Regions from separate parts of the Zea mays genome. Here region 1 is linked to region 2. The links are chromatin contacts, called in public Hi-C maps. All regions are on one chromosome and are shown on one strand. The core of a region is the stretch at or near the end of the contact, and the rest is flanking DNA. Distances in the headings are between cores, read along the strand shown.

Region 1 (6,126 bases), core at 662-3,161, 33 kb before region 2:
ATGATTTACATGACGCATGACAGGCTTAACAAAAAGCATTCCGATCCAAAATCCACTTCACCCTTCTGATCAGCTGATGGGACACCATGCGGGACGGGACGGGATCGCTGGGCGACCTGTGGACCATCTCCTGCCTGCCGGCTTGTCCGATCCCCGTGCTGCAGGGGGTGGGGCAGCACGGTGGCCACGAACGCCGCCGCGTCTAACACGTACCACTCCTCCCGTGGCTGTGTTCTCGGAAGAATTCCACGCCACAAGTGCAGACCCCCACCGCGTCTCCCGGGGATAAGCGCTGAGCTGGACTCGGCTTGGATGGCCTCTAGCTCCAGCGACGCTTTCTTGAGAGCTCATTCAGGGCATCTAGCCTATAGCCAGCCCGGCCCACCGGAGCTCTTGTCTCCTAGCTGCCTGCCTTCTACTTGTATAATTCCTCTGTTGCCATCATCGCCCTCAAATCATCTGCTAGCTTCCTGTCCAGGAAAACGTCAAGAAGGGAGCGATGGACTCATGCTCTCTGGTCATGGTTCAGAGCTCTCAGCCAAGCTAATAAGCTCGTCACTATTTTAATTTCAGTGGAAGAGATGAGCTAATAAGTAGTACTCCCTCTGTTTCTTTTTATTTGTCGCTGGATAGTGCAAAATTACACTATCCAGCGACAAATAAAAAGAAACGGAGGGAGTATTTTTCAGTGGAATTGAACACGCAGCATGATGTATGAGCTATGTGTACGCAACGCCAACGCAGCCCATTTCAGCTTCAGTCCTTGTCAGTGTCACTAGCTAGGCTACGTGTGCAAGTCCTAAACTAGAAGGAAAAAGTTCTCCCGTACCAGCATTTAAATCTGCCGCGCGATCGGTAGGGATCGTGCGGACGGCAGACGGTCGACGAAAGGTATGTAAAACGCAGCCAATCAGTGCAAGCTAAAATGGACGGCCAGCAGCACACTACTCTCCAATTACATTACATATATGAGTGGGATAACATTTGTGACTAAGAGAGACCGGTTCTTGTGCCTACATGATATGCTAAACTTCTTTCTATACTAGGTTCGCCCGCTCGACGGGCGGCACTAGCTTCCACTTCCACACACTAATTATTGTTGTTCGTCCTACTAAACAAACCTTGTTGTTTAGCAGCCTGCTAGACGTACGTACGATGCACAAGGTACCTCCGAAGAACCTCCCTTTCAGGCAGCGCAACCTACGCGCTACGCTTTATGCATGCCCACCGAGCTGAGACAGTGTAGCCCCCGAGAGAAACAAAAGGCAAGGCACCAAAACTCGCAGGGCGGCCACCATCTGTGGTGGTGGCCAAGCTAGCTAGGACAAGCAGGCGGCACTGAACGTTGCATATATAGCAAAGCTGGACGCGACGGCGACGGCGACAGCGACGCGGCCGTCGGTCCGCATCGCTTATTGGAAGGGAAATAAAACACCGGCCGTGAGGGCTGGTGGGCAACGGACGACGGAAGTGCGCGCGCGCGCGACGGGAGAGGACAGCCACTCTCCGCGGCCGTCCGCGCGAGGCCGGCCGTCTCGTCTAGCTCTAGCTCTAGCCCCTGTTGGTTTATGTTCATTCGCTGGAGCCCCTTTTGGTTGGCTTTGGGCTTTGCCCACCGAGAAAAAAAAGCGACGAGCGAGCTGAGAGCGGAGAGCCTGAGACGACGTACGTGCGCGCACTTGCGTTCCAACGCTGACCAGCACTGCAACGTACGCCCACCACCGCCACAGCCCACAGCCGCTATTTGTTTCGTTCGTTCGTTGTTGCATGGGGTTGGAGGATGCGTTGCTGCTGGTGCGATGTGAATCGGAGCCACAGGCGATCTGGAAGTTGCCGGCCGGTTCCGCCGTCCCTCTCTCCCTCGCCACCGACAACGGCGCCGACCCCACCGGCTCCTTACGTACGCACGCATACAGGCCCCTACAGCTAGCAGCAGCACATCATCGATCTCGTTTGGCTGCCTCTCTCTCTCTCTCTCTCTCTCTCTCTCTCTCTCTCTCTCTCTCTCGGCATATCAGGATCAAGGTGCCGTGAGCCAGCCGTCGTTCATACATCATTATTTGCACGAGTATATATAAGACATACAACAACGTGGCATTTGTGTGCTCGTTTAATTTCAGACAGCAGCTAGCTGATGCCATCATTTACTGGCCGGTCTTCTGTCGACGCAACTGCTGCGTCGACACCTGATATACAAAATTGTTGTTCGACCGTGATGGCATGCACGCTCTTATGTAAAGCTCGCGGCTGAAGCTAGGGAGAGTAATAACAAAATGTGTATTCCAGCGCACCAATCTTTCTCAGAGAAGCAAAGTGGTGCCTGGTTAAAACAAAACAAAATCAACTTGCTACTCGCATCTAGCTGTCAGGCTGTCTCCCGTATGTGGTTTCGTCGTTTGTTCCCTACTCCGTGCCACTCTTTGGTACGATAGTACTTGCTACTAGTACTAGGCTAGCCAACAGGAAGGTGAAGTGACTAGTGATTAATTGAAGTAACTCCCTTCTTCCATCTAGACAAGAATTATAGTATAGTTTTAATCCAAATTAAACTATCTTAAATTCGACTGAATTATATAAAAGAACGTTGACATTTTATACTATTTTAAAATAAATGTAATTATATTCATTAACTATTTAGAGTCACAATAAATAGTACTTTTTTATATAAACTTAGCTAAGTTTAAAATAGTTTGATTTAAGAAAAATATAGCGTCGATGTGCCGTAAGGGAATGGAGCGTAGCTTAACTGATTGATTTTTTTTTGTGGAGCTTAGCCATCTAGATTTAAGTATTCGACTTCATGCTAATGTTCATATTTTTTCTGAATAGTGGTAGGTGATGTATTTAATTATTGACAGCAAGCTAGGCATTTATGATAACTTTATCGATTTTGCGAGTGTCAGTCTCTCAACGAGATGCTCGTGGGCACTAAGTTGACGAGGCACAATATGCTCCTTGTGTTTGTTGTGCTGCTTGTAGAGCTCCGAAGGCTGTATGCTCCATACATTGTTGTGCTTCGAGCCAGGCTAAACATGTTTTAAGAGTGTTTGGGCTCCGTATCAAAACTCTAAGGCCTGGTGGCAAGGAGAATTGTAGGTGACTCACGAGGAATAGCAAGGGTTTTTTTTTTCTCATGGATCCTCTTCAATTCCCTGATCACCAAATCAGTTCTAAGAGTTTTTTTGCTAGGAGTGGATTGAGTGAGATTGAAAGAGATTAATCCCCTAATATTCAAAAATATGAGAGGATTTTAATCCCTTCAATCCCCCTTAATTCACTTCTAATCGAATAAGTCCTCATGGCATGTACAACCTTGAGACGGTGGTTTAATTTTCTAAGTATAAAAGACAGTTAAGAGATTGTATGATACAACACTGAGCCCTTTGACCATAAATAAAGTTAAGAAACAATACGTACGGAAAGTCATGTACAGATGTGCTGAGAGTCCGTTTCTTATATCTTTTTAATTAGCCCCTCATAAAAATCTCTCAAAGAGACTTCATGTTAAATGAGGTTGTATATACCTAAAACCTTGTTCAGTTGCACAGCGATAGAAGGAAATTGAGGAGATTAAATTATTTTCTATTTAATTATAACTAGAAAGAGATTTAATACGTTTTTAACCGAACATGCTTGAAGGGGAGTTGACTGAAATCATCCAAACAATCTAACTCTCCAGAGTTGCAAGTTATAGAGTTTTTGAGCTAAATACATTTTTTTGAAAGGAAGCGGCAAAAGACTTGCCTCTTCAATATATTAGAAGAGAAATAGATAACAGACTTCAGAAGACGGAGCAAAAGAAAAAAACGAAAAGAAGAAAAACATACACTAACTCAATCTAACATACACTGCAACTCCCAATTTGATCTTTCACAAATTGCGTAACCTGGATAGCAGATCTTTGAAGTCTCTGAAAGATTCTGTTATTTCTTTCCAACCATATATTCCACCAAATAGAGATGATGAGTCCATCGAAAATCTTCTTTGACTCCTTGCAGCAACGGTTCCTTAATCTCTTCCACCAATCATACAACGAGCCGAGGTTAGAAACGCCACTTAGAAATGACAGATTGGCCCCAGATAGGATCATGTTCCAAACCTCTATAGAAAACAGGCAGTCTTTGCCTAAATGAGGCATACTTTCTTGTGATAAGTTGCAAAGACAACAAATTGGATTGCAAGGCCATCCCCGCTTTTGTAGGTTGTCCGCAGTCAGAATTCTGTTATGCAACATGGTCCACGCGAAAAAACGACATTTTGGCTCAATTCTCGCTTTCCAGATAGGAGAAATTTTGATTTTACAAAAATTCGTTGCGAACTGAATTTTGTATGCACTACTTGAACTATAACTCCCATCTGTCGTCCACCTCCATAAAATAGTATCGTCGAGATCATTGAGTTCATGAGTGCTATTGATACCTTGCCAGAGGGAAATGAATTCTTTTATCTCATCCTCATGTGTGTAAGGAGAACAAAAGTGCATCCAGCGATTGTTTGTAAGGGCTTGGCACACTGAGATATTTTTCCTCTTTGCTTTCATGAATAAGGTTGGCGCAGTGTTCTTTGGGGCCTGACCCTGAATCCAGCTTGATCTCCAGAAATCAGCCATTTTGCCATCACCAATTGTTACAACCGTAGATGCATTAAATAGATCGACATCTGCTTTATCACAAGGTAATTGCAACCCAGTCCATGCTTTGTCTCTATTCGTCCATCATAGTCATAGCCATCTAAGCCTTAACGCTCTTGCAAAGCGCTTTAGATCGAGTATGCCAAGACCTCCCTTATTCTTTGGCAAACAAGTTGTAGCCCAATTTATCAGGCAATGACCCCCACTACATGAATCCAAATTTTCTCCTTTTCAAAGGAAGTTCCTTCTTATCTTGTCAATCCTTTTAAGTAACCATTTCTGAGCTGGGAAAACAGTTAGAAGATAAATCGGTTGCGCTGTCAACACAGATTTAACCAAGGTTTCCCTTTCTGCCTTTGAAAGAAGCCTACCTTTCCACCCAGCAAGCCTTTTATTGATTTTCTCAATTAGAGGTTGAAACTCTATTCTTTTAATATTCCTGAAGTGAAGCGGTAGCCCGAGATACTTGCCAGGGAAGTAAGAGTACTTGCCTGGAAAAACTTCCATTAAATTTGACCATAAAGATTCAGGGTAATATATTGGGAAAATCTCTGTTTTCTCAAAATTGATCTTTAGACCTGAACACCATTCGAAAGCTTCTAGAATTCTTTTTAGAACTTTGAGATCTAGTTTGTCTGCTCTAACAAACACCCCGCATCGTCTGCATAAAGAGAACAACGAAACTTTGCCCCATTGGGTAATACCTGGCCCAGTAGCCCCTCATGAGCTGCCCTTTCAATCATTCGTTGTAGGGGATCCATTGCGAGGATGAAGAGAAAAGGCGATAGTGCTAAATACATTTTTTGAAGTGCCTCTTTTACTACTCGTCAGAGTAATAAAGAAGAATCATGTCAAACACGCTTTAAAGCTCCTAACAGCTAGATGGTGCATCTCCTACGTCCTACCTATAAACTTAAACTGGATTTCACGTGAATCACGGTGACGCTTAGTCCCTCTCCGGCCTCTGTTATGACGCACCGGCCGGTGCCACTGCCACACAACTAGAACCATTAAAATCCCGAGGACTTGACTGCTTCATCATCCGTGTGTGTACACGCTGACAAATGGGGATGCACGCAGTTCGTTCTGGTGTTACAAAAGTCAATCGGTATTGCTTACGAAAATCAACCAGGGCCAGTTCGGGACTAAACACTCCCTGTTATTTTGTCCTCATGTCACTAGCAGTCACATCCACGTTGTTTTCACGCTTGTCAGGTCGCCGTTAATTATTGGGCGATAAACCTTTAGAATAACACGCAGTGGCTTGGCAATGTACCACTGGAATGGGAGCTAATTCATTTCATGTCCGTGACCCCCGCCCCACTTGCGCAATGAAAAGTAAAGAAGCCAGACGTCTCATCAGTCGTGGGAGCCATTTGCCGGTTAAGTACTTGGAACATCTGTTGTCTGGTTGTATACACATTTTTTAAAAATTTTAATGAAAGGCATATTGTTGTCTTGGTCTCGCATCAGAAAGTGGGATCTCATAGTCCTTT
Region 2 (6,522 bases), core at 610-3,109:
TTTTACGCGGTGACCGAGGTCTCCATCGCAACGCGTTCGGGGTAGAGCACGTCCTCCGCCTTCTCGGCCTCCTCCCACAGCTCCGGCAGCGCTTCCCTGATGTTGTGGATGCTCTCCAGCGCGTGGTCCGCGCCTTTCACCCGCTGCGATTTGCCCACCAGCACCGTGTGGAGGCCAATCTGCTTCCCGGCCTGGATGTTGCGTACGCTGTCGTCGAAGAAGATCTGCAGGAGATCAATCAGGTAAAGCTTTCGTCAGGGAGAAGATGGTCAAGCAGAATAAAAAATAATAAAAAATGTTTCTTCAAGATGTGGATGCGACGTCAGGAACAGGAATGGAAATTGTGTTGGGTGCCAGAGCTCGGAAACTCACCGCCTTGTGCGGGTTGACGTTGGCGATCCTGAGCGCCTCCTCCATGGCGTCCACGTTAGGCTTGCACAGGACGGGGGTCTTGGGCAGCTCGTCGGCGGTGCCGGAGCGGGCGAAGTGGCCGGCGATGTCGAAGATCTCGGGCTCCTGGTCTCCCTGCGGCGGGCAGGGCGGGTTCAGGGTCTCGAAGCAGATGATCCCCTCGAAGCAGTCCTCCAGGCCCAGCCTCTTGAGGGCTCTCACGGCGTGGACCATGTCACCGTTGGTGAATATCTGGAACAGGTACGTACGTTTCAGCAACTCGACTCTTGCCCGAAGGAGGAGAAATTTGTGTCGCCTGAGGACGACGCTTACGAGTTTGCGGATGCGCAGGTTCTTGAGAATGTGCTTGAGAATGGGGTCAGGCTTGATGTTGTCGTACGGCAGCCTTCCATGGACGAAGGCGTGGTACTCATCGTAATCGAAGCTGTAGCCGATGGCCTGGGAAATCCAAAGGAATGGGGAAAAAAAGGTAGGGCCTTTTTAGCTCACTGATTCACTAATAGAAAAAGCAAACAACTCAAAGCAACAGGGAAGCTGCAATACACGTACCCTGAGTCCAGCCATCGTGGTGCCGTAGTTCTTGTACAGCAGATTGCCCAGGTTCTCGATCTTGGTCTCGTCAATACCCAGCTTCTCAACCATGTAATCTGAAATGAATGGTGGCAAAAGCGAAGAGTTGCAGGCACTCAGCTCACTGAACTTTTAGACAGTAAAAAAAGAAGAAGCAGGCAGTAACAGCAGGAGAACAGGAACCTCACCTTCAATGTTCTTCTTGACATGGCCTGCGATCCCGGCGCTCAGCGGATACAGGGTGTCGTCGAGGTCTGTAGGCGAGAACCGATCAGAAAAACCCTTGCATTCGGTGAGGAGGCAGAGCAGAGGGAGGAGGAAACAGCAGGACGGAACAAAAATATGACAGCAACGGGCCGCGACATTTTCGCAGGAAGCAGAGCAGCGGCTTACCGAAGAGCAGGCAGTCGAACTTGGGCTCCTGGACCTTGTGGCAGCGGTCTTCGAACTCCATGTCTGAGGACTGTGGTGAAGGGCGAGCTGCAGAGAGGAATCGAGATTAGCAGGCAGTCCGAACACTTCTCCCGATAATTAATTCCAAGCCAAATTCCGATTCGGTCATGTCATTATTTACGCCCCCTCAAAATTTTATCATTCTTTCTAGAACCCTGAAAAACTAAATCACTATTTCGATTTTCAAATCTAATAAGCAATCCCGTCCTTTTTCCCATCCTCGGCGCAGAGTTCATCAGAGCTCTGAACTGACCCACATTTCCAGCGGCCAAGAACGCGAGCATACCTAGCAGCTCAAGGCTCGCGGGGCTGCGCTGCAATGCAACAGCTAACGGAGGCACGCAGCGGCAGAGCTGAGGGAGCAGCGGCGAGACGAGTCTCGAGGCTTCAAGAGAGCTCTGCCAACCAGAGGCGAGAGAGAGCAGGAGGCGGAGGGGGAGGAGAGGAGGCGGGGGCGTGTTGGTTTATATAGCCGAGCGAGCCGTGGCTGGCTGGCTCCCCGGTCGGAATTAGCAGCCGCGGTTAGCAGCTGACCAGTCCAATGGCGTGCGCTTGTTAACTCGCTTAACCCCAGTTGTTAATAGCCTCCGGAGCAGTGCCACCCAGCTGTCGCCCCATGATTGGCCCTAACAAAACGATGGGGGGCAGTGATTTTCCCCCACTTCTTCCCGAACTGCCCCCTCAATGTTTCTGGAAAGTTTTGGGACGGAGCGTGTTGCCACGGGAGGACATAACAGGAATTTTGATAGCTGGAGTAGGCACAAAATTATTATGGCTTGCATATTATATATTACTAGTACTTCATATTCATATGGACACGGTTAACACACGCTCGGTCATGTTATTAGCATGACTGGTAGGGGGCGCACAATCTTTTTTCCAGTCGTCCACCACTCGCCATCCCTGGTGGTGAAACACCGTCTTCGTTGATGCTCATGACCACAGCCATCTCTAATCTCAATAATCTTCTTCAACTCTAAAATAAGTGTTTGTTTTCGACATGACTTGGGTGCTAAAATACCGCCCACCTTTCAACCGTCTACCATCGGTCTCTCTCCCATAACTCAGAGTGACGTCCCCCACCTTTATCGTCACCTCAAACTTCGTCGGTCTCAACAAAATCTCTTTTAGAGAACACAAAACCCCCAATTCTGATACTACAAAATGTTACCAACTAACCTGGTTCGAGGTTGTTGTATCTACTAAACTTATTCTTAGAGGAGGGCTCATGGTCATCAGATTCGCTCAGACTTATGAGAGGAGAAGAGTGTAGAGGTAAACTCATGGAAAGGTGACATTATTGGGTCCTTGTCTGCCATGGATATGAGGGGAGAAAGGATGAAAAAATATGCAAAAAGATGAATAAACTAATGAAGATGTGTGCAGAGTGCGAACTAAGAAAAGATAACACAATGGAACAACATGCATGATGTGTGTTGCCTATCTCTATCTAGATCTAGACCTATAACTAATAGTTTAAAATGTTCTTTCTTTTCTCTCCCACTCTCTCTCCGCCTGTTTCAAAATTGATGTGATTATTTTCTAAAAATTCATATATATACATCTAATATTAAAAATAATCTACATCTACATCTGCATCTAAGTCAATTCACTATCAATTTAATATACACGATTATTATTTATTACACTAATTTTATTATAGACATTAAAATTTATATGATTAAGGTTGGATCAAGTCTAATTAAAACCAACAAAAATAACTAACCCATCATGAGCATCGTGTACCATATCATACAAACCCGATATGTTTGCAATAAACAAAACAAAATCTAAAGGATAGTACCCACTAAGAGACTCCCCTTTTGAGTTGCCTTGTGAGAGTAGGTACTCCTCATGTGTCAGCCTCCCACATTGCTAGTCACGCCTATTCCAATGTTGGTAGAGAATGCCACAGTGATAGCTACAGATACTCTAAATTGGTCTATTTTAGGCTGAGTCCAGCAGGACGCAAAAACGTGTCGCGGATGCATTGTTTTCACAGCGAGCGTCATTGTAGCGTCATCCAGGAGATACCAGATGCAGTTGCGTAAAAGAGGCATCCCCTCCCTCTCTCCCTCAAACTAGTGTTCCCTCTCTCTTCTTCCCCTCTTTACGCGAGCGGCTGGAACTCGCGTCTGTTTCTGCGACGCGCTCGTCTTTGTGGCCTGGTGCTTTTCGCGTTCGCGCTCGGGATCCGCTGGAGTCAACCTTAGTAGCACTCATGTACCTTGTACAAAGACATGGACCTAGATAGTTGATGACAACCCGATAGTACATACTCAAATGATACTCCATACATACAATTGTTTGAGCCCACCTTTCGGATTTTTGCTGTCGACATGTATATGTCTTATCTTCCCCATCGGCTGACCCTTAGGTGATGGTCCTTGATGACAAAGGGGTGAGGTCTAAAGTATGTGGTATAGGGGTTGTATGGAGACAGAGAGAGAGGATAAGAGATACACTCTGCTCTTATTTGCTATATTCTCTATGTGTGAATCTCTCATATGTACTTTGTTTTACATACTCATGCATTGTATGATACACTTTCTGTAGTTGCATAAGTATGATATGGTTGTGATGTTGTGACATGTCTTCTTCCCCTACATATGCTATAACATGTCACATATGCTCATTTATGTTTCTTATTTCGCATATGTTGCAAACAAGTTTATTTTTTCATGTACATGAGCTTACTCTTACTCCTACATTGTACATGTCTATGGACTTTCATTTATGAACCTAAACTAACATATCATGTTTCAGCTCTAAGAGTTCATATAAATAAGATTCCTTTAAAAAACCTCACTTCTTTTAAGATACATTAGATATTGTTGTCATCAACTACCAAAAAGAGGGAGATTGAAAAAAAATCTAGGATGTTAGTGGTTTTGATGATTAATGGCAACAAAGATTATTGTGGCTGATGTATGTTATGAAGAAGCAAATTACGGTTAGGTCACAGTGATGGAGATCGTTTGGACAATCAATGGTTTTCATGCTTGGATTATGGGTTTGGTTTCTGTTTTTAAAGGATGGATGGCAAGGTTAAGGACGAACTAGTTCTAAGTGTCGTTTGGAGTTAAAAGACACTTAGAAATTAAGACCTTTTCGTTTGATCTTACTATAATAGCGGGTATGAACTAGTTGCTTGACCTAGGTAAGTCCATTGAGTTTGTTGTGGTGCATGTTTTTATCTCTACGTAGCTTAGGTAGTTCCTGAAAGAAGTAGTGGCTTTGCCCCTGTACTTCACATCGTCAAGTTTCTATAATGGAGCAGGCCTAAGCTTGTTCTTCATTTTCAAAAGGAGGTCCAAAATCATAAGTTGAATTTTAGAGGGTAAAATAAGAATTGCACTTCCATATAGGGAAAGAAACACAATAGCCCCAAAATAAAAAGATAAAAAAAGAATGACAATAACTTCAGGCTAGAGTTGGAGCTTATTTCAATAGATGATGTAATGACATGTCAAAAGAAAACACTTTAATCAAATAAATAAAATTATTTATAAAAAATTATAAAAATCTAAACAATAAACAAACTAGCTACTAGAGCTATTTGCACGGACTGGTCTACTAGTTTATAGTAGGCAGAAGAAGAGACTAGAGAGAGCGCGTTGCAGGAACGCGGACAATACCGATACACACGTATTATGCACGAGGCATTATAGTATGAAGAGCAAGTTGTTTAGACGAATTAAACGAAGGAGACCCGACCGGGCATTGCGTGCCAGTTGCCACCCGGTGACGTGTGTCCTGATGCAAGTTATTCGATCACATACTTGTTCCAAAATATATGGGCACAGAGGAAGGCTGCAATTATGTGATGGTAGAGGATCACTGATGCGCCGATTAAATATATTATATAGACGATAATGGAGCAAGCAACCGAAGGAATCTTGAGAGAAGAAGCCAAGCCGTGCAGAATTGTGAGGATGGAACGGGGGAACCAGTTTTTTTTTTTTTTTTTACTGTGGCTGGCAGTAGAGATCGCACAGGAATATCGCAAGGATAATATGGGAGGCTTGTGGGAAAAAAATCTGGAATGGTTGGATCAGAGGGCGAAAGGGTTCGTGTGGTTGTGTAGGCGCAGCAAACTAGAGCCGCGCTTCCCTCCCTCCCTCCCTCCCTCTCTGAACAACGCATTTGTCCTCTTCGACTTGCCCATTGCCCTCCTCCGCTAGAGAACGGTCTCCTCCTTTTCTTTGACACGACTCGTCGCTGAACCAACGCATATGTCGATTTTTCTTGCATGGGAGATCACACACCTGTCGGGAAAGAAAAAAAACTTTGAACGTGCGAAGATTTCACCGGGGACTCGTCCATCGATCCAGCGGCGTGCATGTCTGTGGATCGGCGCGAACAGAGCTAACGGCTCGCAAGGTCAATGAGACGCTAGCAGATTTTTGCCACTGACTGACAGGCACGAATCATTTGGGTGTCCAATTATTGGTGCAAATCATTTGATAATGGCCTTGATGGGCCGCGTGGCGTCCGGAAGTCACTCATTTTCGCATGGCGCAGGGGCCGACGCGTCAATAGCCCTCATCAGAATCAGATAAATACGCCCATCGTGATCCTAAAAAAGGAATAACTTCTCGAAACAAAACAAAACAAAAAACTTCCGGTCGAAATGAAATGGTGTCCCGTCGGCCGTCGTGGTCCTTGGTGCGACGAGAGACGGAACTCGCGTGGTAAAAAAAAATAAAAATAAAAAATCGCCGTCGAGTCGTGTAGCGGCCGAGCCAACGGGGAGAGAGCACCGCAGGGCCGCGCGCGTCCAGGGGAACCGGACGAGGCATATTCGCTCCGGTGATTGGTGACTGCAGGAGCGCCTGCGCCGGGGGCGTCGTCTGCCGCTGCCCGGGTTGACATCAAGCGGCCATGACCGACAGGCACGGGTACGTACGATCACGCGCGCTATTATACGCGCACCCCGCGTTGGGTTGGGTGGCTGCGGCGCGCGCGTCGTGGCAAGCCCGCTCCTGCGGCGCGCCACCGAATCGCTCGCGCTCGTGGTCGTGGCTTGCTTGGTCGCTGGTCCCCGTCCCTGCTTTGCTTGGGCGCGCGCGCACGGGGGTGATCGGT

What was found. Hi-C and Micro-C count contacts between places; a contact is called where the count stands out from the background.
Region 1: a contact with region 2 is called in a Hi-C map of endosperm, with 4 times the contacts expected there. The contact joins the enhancer-like site here to the promoter of LOC100273259 in region 2. A contact is called at or near these places in 16 of 25 Hi-C or Micro-C datasets (bundle sheath, ear, endosperm and 6 more) and 2 of 3 datasets of contacts at active chromatin or transcription factors (leaf and seedling).

What each region holds. Positions count from the first base shown.
Region 1 is chr1:40,035,531-40,041,656 of Zm-B73-REFERENCE-NAM-5.0, reverse strand. No RefSeq gene overlaps it. Among protein-coding and RNA genes, the nearest start is that of LOC100273259, 32 kb to the right of the region's middle. Within about 2 kb of position 1,911, at least 15 of the 20 cell types and tissues checked have an H3K27ac peak or open chromatin away from gene starts, as enhancers often do. A contact at or near this core is called in bundle sheath, ear, endosperm and 5 more, where this site is marked.
Region 2 is chr1:40,001,741-40,008,262 of Zm-B73-REFERENCE-NAM-5.0, reverse strand. It overlaps LOC100273259, which reads right to left and starts at 1,859. Exons shown (of 6, transcript NM_001147701.1): 1 at 1,721-1,859; 2 at 1,170-1,461; 3 at 961-1,058; 4 at 724-849; 5 at 373-642; 6 at 1-224. The coding sequence starts at 1,053. The coding sequence ends at 3.